2 separate regions of the Mus musculus genome follow, and region 1 is linked to region 2. A link is a contact called in public Hi-C data. All regions are on one chromosome and are shown on one strand. Each heading gives the region's core, a stretch centred on a gene start, on an enhancer-like site or on the middle of the called end of the contact. The rest is flanking DNA. Distances are from core to core; before and after follow the strand shown. Region 1 overlaps Fbxw7 (F-box and WD-40 domain protein 7). Region 2 has its middle 55 kb from the start of Trim2.

Region 1 (3,175 bases), core at 574-3,073, 620 kb after region 2:
GTCCTTAACGTTCTTCACATAGGATGATCTCGGTATGTAATTATGACATTGCTTTCTGGACCTTTTTGTCATCAGATCTTAGTAGTATTGGGTTTTGCTTCCTTTGTTAATCTAGACATAAAGTAAATTAAATGAGCACGTGCTATACAAATCACACTGAGGAAACACTGAGTCATGTCTTATTACCCACAATAAGCTGGACAGATGATAAGTAGCCTTAATACCAACAGGCAGGGTACTCACACCTGCAACTTGCATTTTAAGAAATGAGTTGAATGTCAAGACTGGTAGAGTGAACAACAAATAAAAAAATACTCTAAAAATAAACTTGGAAGTAAGTTCCTGGCAGAGTAAATTGTTTGAAATAAGTCTGCACGGCCCCTTGCCTGCACACCAGAAATCTAACAAGTCCTAGAAACTAAGACTTAAAAGACTTAAAGTTGACGTATGATGGCCTCCTTTAATACTTATCTAAGTGATTATTTTGCTGCAGAAATAATGTAATGTGCTAGAAGTTTTTGTAATATGTAGTTTATGTGCCGTATTATCTTTCTGAAGTGCACATCAAAATGCACATAAGTGCATTATCTTTCAAAATGCGCATGCATGAATGCAGCTGTCTTCAGAGTTAGAGAACCAAGCCTGTTGAACTGTAACATTCATAACTATCATTTATATGTAAAACTTGAAGACTCTTGGAGATTTCAGGACGGTTTGAACTCTCTCTTAAGTCTCTGTGTATGTATGAATTTAAAGCATACATTGCATGGATAAACACCTAAATCTATTACCTAGTTACAGATAGGTCAATGTAGTATAATGACAGTTTGCAGTTAAAATATTTTCATCAGTGATTAAAATATGGCAGATATATACATTAAATGATGGGAAGGAACCCCAGCCACTTTTGACGGTCTGCACATTAAAATAAGAGCAAAGCTAAATTAAGTTTAACCTTCCATTACAGATTATGTCTGTTATCTGCATTTTGCTAGTATTGTAGATGGATAAGACAGAGTGGCCTCCCATAAGGAACTACTGATGGCCTTTCTGTCTCTTGAGAGATGTATCTCCTGTTATCGTTCTATAGTCATATGTCAAAAACACCAGAAGGACAAGCTGGATACTATGTACTGATGCAACACTTGGAATTAAGATTGGAAGATATATGATCTCAACTCAACTTGGGCTGCCTAGTGGGACCCTGTCTCAAAAACAAAACCATAGGTACATGATTTCATTCATTCATCAGATAGGTATTAAATAAGCAAGATAACCATTATAGTTACAGGATGCATTTGTATTTGGGTTGTGCCAAAATACAATGTGTCAGCAGACACTTTGTGTGTGTGTGTGTGTGTGTGTGTGTGTGTGTGTGTGTGTGTGTGTGTGTACATGTATACAGGGCTCCACAGAGGCCAGAGATATTGGATCACCTAGAAGTGGAGATCCAAGTTGTTGTAAGCCACCTAATGAGTGCTTAGAGCCAAACTCAGGTCCTCCACAAACCCAGCACACACTCTTAGCTGCAGAGCCATCTCCCAGCCCTCTTTTATTATACACTTGTATTTTATGTTAAAGTTTCTTCACAAGTATATACACATACATGGACAGACACACTTTGAATTGTTGTAGCCCTTAGTAAAATATATAATCTGTTCTCAGAAATTCTAGTACAGAAAATACAGTTTGAATTCTATTTTAAAAAAATATACATGATTTTCCTCTACTCATGTTTCTACAGCAAGACTTTTTTTGTTAGAGAGTCTTTAGTGTCCTGTCAGTCACATCCCAGTGGTTTGCCTCTGAGTCATCTCTGGGTCAGAATCAAGTCCTCTGCTCTCCCTCTCCCTGACTGTGCGAAAGTTGCCTAACTTACTGTCCCCAGCACACTGGCCAGTTAAATAATAATCAAGTAATCCAGGAGTGTTGAAATGTAGGATACAATTTTCTACTGAGATAATAGCAATCACCTATCTGAGATAAATGGATATAAGCCAAAAGAAACCCAAGACAGAAAAGGTTAAATACTGATCCTAAAAGGACATGGACAGTTAGTTTTGGGTTGTGATATCTTTATATGATGGTACTCAGTTCTGTTTTGAGAAGAAAAAAAATATAGAAATGTTGAATAACACTGTTACCTTAAATTTCTTCCTTACAGGTCTTGAGTGTGGAAATTGAAATTTGTTATTCCTGTGCTTATTTACGTTTTTGTGTGTGGGTGGTTCATAATAATAGTTTATTTGTGAGCAATTTAAGCCCAAACAGCTTTTCAATCATCCACAGAAATCTTTACCAGTTTAGATGTAAAATGTCATTGTTACTACTACAGTGAACATATAGGGGCAGTATTGCACCGTTTTTGTAAATCTTGTCTGAATTTGAGGATTTTTAAACAGTTGCAGTTGCAGCCTTGTTCTTGGACAAATGATAACAATCTATCTGACTTTTAAATGCATGGTTGCACCTGCTTTGTGAAGTCCAATTCAGGTTCTTATGTGGATTATGCAAAACTCTTGTTTTACAGAGTCCTTAATTTGTATTTGAAGTCAAGGAAATGTTAATTTAAAGGGTAAAATTCATCTGTAGTTAGACAACAAAATGTAACTAATTCATGAAAAATTGCAAACTATTAAAATCAGTACAGTTTGTTTTTAACTGCTTTATAAGAACTTTTCAAGAATGTGAGAGGTTTTTTTGTCAACTTGTCAAGCAAACAAAACCTAGAATAATATATAGTCTTACTTTAAGATTCTTCAATTGATAAATACTATTTTTCAATATTTAAGTAGTGAGATTATTACAAACTTTGTTATAGATTTTTGCAGGTTTTTTTTTTTTCTGACTTCAGTGAGAGAGAACTGAGCAGTTGTTTCCCATGTATTTGTTGTTCTCGATGCTTTCTTCCTGTGATCTGAGGACTACTTGACACACTGAGAATCAACAGTGAACAAAGCAAACCCAGGCTTCACTGTTGGCTCATGTCAGAAGAGCAGAGAGATTAAGTATGTGGATGGTGGTGCTGTCCAAACCTGGGCGTGAGCTCTTACTCTTTCCTTTACTAAGTGAGCCTTAGTAAATCAGCTGAGTAAATGGAGAGATTACTACTATCTCATAGGGTTGCTGTGGTGGCAACGAAAGAGTCCATAGGAAGTGTGTGTGGCTCTAACAA
Region 2 (2,969 bases), core at 163-2,662:
GTTCTTTAAGGAATTTCTAAGACCTTCTTGGGCAACTTGGAGAGACCCTGTCTCAGAATAAAAAGTGACAGAGGGATCGGAGATATACCGGGGTGGTACAGTACTTTCCTAACATGTGTGTGGCCCTGGGTCCAAATCACAGTTTTAAAACAAAACAAAACAAAACAAAACAAAACAAAACAAAACAAAACACAGAAAGGGCAGGGCTGGAAAGGAACCAACTGGAAAGATACAGTGTGAAGTTACACGAAATGGAGTGGTACAAGCTGAACTATAGATAAGGCTTGCACATGCGGGCGACAAAATGATCGAGAAACAAGGAAGTGGCCTGCAGTCTGCGTCAGGAGAGACCCCTGCCAGAGGAAAGTGGCAGCTTGAAGACGACCCTGGCAGGAGAGGGGTCTCTAGCTCTTTACTAGTGATGTTGCTCGGCGCACTTGCTGTGTGATTACTCGCAGCATCCTACATTGGGGGATTTCTAGGTTGTCTCTTACAGTGAACCAGACTCTGCGACCTCATTTGCTTCCCGCCACTCTTATCCACTTCTAGAGTCCAGCCAAGAACTTAGCATGGTGACTGTTGGGTCTGGTGACCTGCGAGCTGAAAAGGTCACCAATAAACCTGAGGAGAGCAGACACCTACCAGGTCCTTACTAAGTGTCCAACACTTAACATGGAGCCTCGCTCCTGAGGCGTTCCCTCTGGGAAGACTGTGAGAGACACACTTCATCTTTGACCAGGAGCTGTTAGGGCTGTGAAGGAGATTGCCTGGGGTGTTTTGTAACATGTGTGAATACCTAAAACAGCAGTATGGCTTGGCATTTACAGCAAGTGCTTACCCTATAGAGATTCAAAAGAGCCAGCTGTCTTTATGGAAAGGTCTCCCTCTTCCCCTCCTTTTCACCCTCCCCTCCCTTTCCCCTCCCCCTCCCCTCCCCCCCCCCCCCATTTGTTGAGACAGTATTTCTCTCTATAGTCCTAGCTGTCTTGGAATCCACTCTGTAGACCAGTCTGGCCTCAAACTCAGAGATCAGCCTGTCTCTGCCTCCTGAGTGCTACAAATAAAGCATGCCAGATAAGGGCTTTACATCCAACACACACACACACACACACACACACACACACACACACACACACACACACACACACGGGGTTGGGGGGTGGACTATAATATAAAGCTATAACTTCTTAGGAAACACTATTAAGTAATAGACTCCCTGACCCAAAGTTCCAAATCAAGTCATTTTTCTTAACATAAAAGTTTGTTCTCTGCGTTCAGAGAACATCAAACTTCCTTCTGTGTTCTCTGCCAAGAATATTTAAATATAAGGCCCTTTAGGAAATCTGACATGTACTGAATCTGAGATTAGTGCATTGTCCACAAGAGGGCACTAGTTCTCCAGGATGCTCAAAAAAATCATCTGGCCACAGTGTAGCAGCCAAGAACAAAAGCAGCTAACTCAGCGGTCCAAACTGAGCAGAGAGAAGTATAGTCACAAAACTCAAAAGAAACTTAACATTCAAGCGCTGCCTCCCCTATCTTCATGATCCGGCTGCAGCCTGCCACAGACGTGCTCAGTCAACCCCAGCGTGTGCATGCCTGCATGCAAGTGAGCTGAATATAAAATGAAGTCAGATACTTGAAAGCATATGGTTACTTGTTTCAAAGATACTGTATGCCTGGCATGGGGATTCCACCCTGATGTCTGAAGACTCAGCACTCCAATCTGCATGAATTTCTTCCCAGAATGGCAGGCAGAGGGCCAGCTTGAGCCTGACACAAATCCTGTTTGATGGAGATTCCACCCTAGCTTGTCCCGGCACGGGGCCCGGCTTCCTTTTTTAAAGTTTATTTTTGTTTACCAATGAAGACACACCTCATCCACTCAAGTAGCCCCACCCAAGTTTAATCAGATGGCTTTCACGGTCCATCTTTTAAGAAACAGCAAACACCCAGTAATGCAAAGACAGCAAGATCTCCCAAGAGGAGCACTCTCATGCCAGGAAACTCAAGCCTCTTGTTTACTTACTGGGTTTGAAGATTCTGCTATCAACAGTGTCTTAGTTCTGTGTTTCTTTCTTGCAGCAAGCAGTAGTACTCCAGTCTCCCCAGAGGCAGCTTAGGTGGGGCTAAGTGCCACCCCCCCCCCCAGCCCCCACACACTCCTTGTACCAAAGCAGAAGACAGCAGCTTTGGTCAGCAGAGATAATGCATTATAGCACATGATAAAGACCCAGAAACAGACAAATAATCAGGTCACCCAGTTTGCCAAAGCTTTGCTGCTGGGCTGCTGGGTTTCTTAGGGCTGCTCTCACTGTATTACACATTTAATTCGGCATGCCTGTCCAGAGGATATTTTTAGATGCAATTACCTAAAGAGCTTTCGAGTTCTGGAGTATTATCTGCATGGGTATCTCTTGGCCTAAGGAACCTAAAGTATTAAATGAAGTGAGTCTCCTTTAAAGACACCAGGGCATTGGGAAAAGGCTACCTGCATATGGGTACGTGCTTTGGGCATCCTTTCTGATGAAGAGGTATCTCAGGCAAGCGTGGTTCTGCCTCCCCTCTCCCAGCAGAGTCACCCCTTCCCAGGATTAGGAGGGAGACCCATGGAAGGGTGCCTACTGTACATCACTGTACACACGGGCTACCTGGCCGAGCAGGGCTGTCTTGGTTCCCTGTCTTTTAGACCATGAGTCTAGGCTGAGACACACAGACCCCAATACATCCCCCACACAGCAGAGTCATGCTGTTCCCCTGAGCACAGCTTTCAAGCACTTCAGTTACTTCTTGTTACAATATAGCTCCTGAATTTTCATCCTGGGCCCTTTATAGACCGGCAGGTTGTGGGATCTGAGGTGCTGAGATTGCGTAGGAAACTGTGATAGAAGGCCCATCTTGCTTCCTGAGATCTTTAACTTCCTTTGGCATCGCAGAGGGATAAGAAACACCGAGTGGGGTCTGGGGAA

The links. Hi-C and Micro-C count contacts between places; a contact is called where the count stands out from the background.
Region 1: a contact with region 2 is called in a Hi-C map of bone marrow-derived macrophages, with 13 read pairs. The contact joins two enhancer-like sites. A contact is called at or near these places in 1 of 484 Hi-C or Micro-C datasets (bone marrow-derived macrophages) and 2 of 9 other capture datasets (liver and macrophages).

The regions. Positions count from the first base shown.
Region 1 is chr3:84,934,093-84,937,267 of GRCm38.p6, forward strand. All of the region lies in intron 4 of Fbxw7 (F-box and WD-40 domain protein 7), which reads left to right. Among named protein-coding and RNA genes, the nearest start is that of Gm40080, 57 kb to the left of the region's middle. Within about 2 kb of position 1,824, at least 13 of the 459 cell types and tissues checked have an H3K27ac peak or open chromatin away from gene starts, as enhancers often do. A contact at or near this core is called in bone marrow-derived macrophages, where this site is marked.
Region 2 is chr3:84,313,334-84,316,302 of GRCm38.p6, forward strand. No RefSeq gene overlaps it. Among named protein-coding and RNA genes, the nearest start is that of Trim2, 55 kb to the left of the region's middle. Within about 2 kb of position 1,413, at least 91 of the 459 cell types and tissues checked have an H3K27ac peak or open chromatin away from gene starts, as enhancers often do. A contact at or near this core is called in bone marrow-derived macrophages, where this site is marked.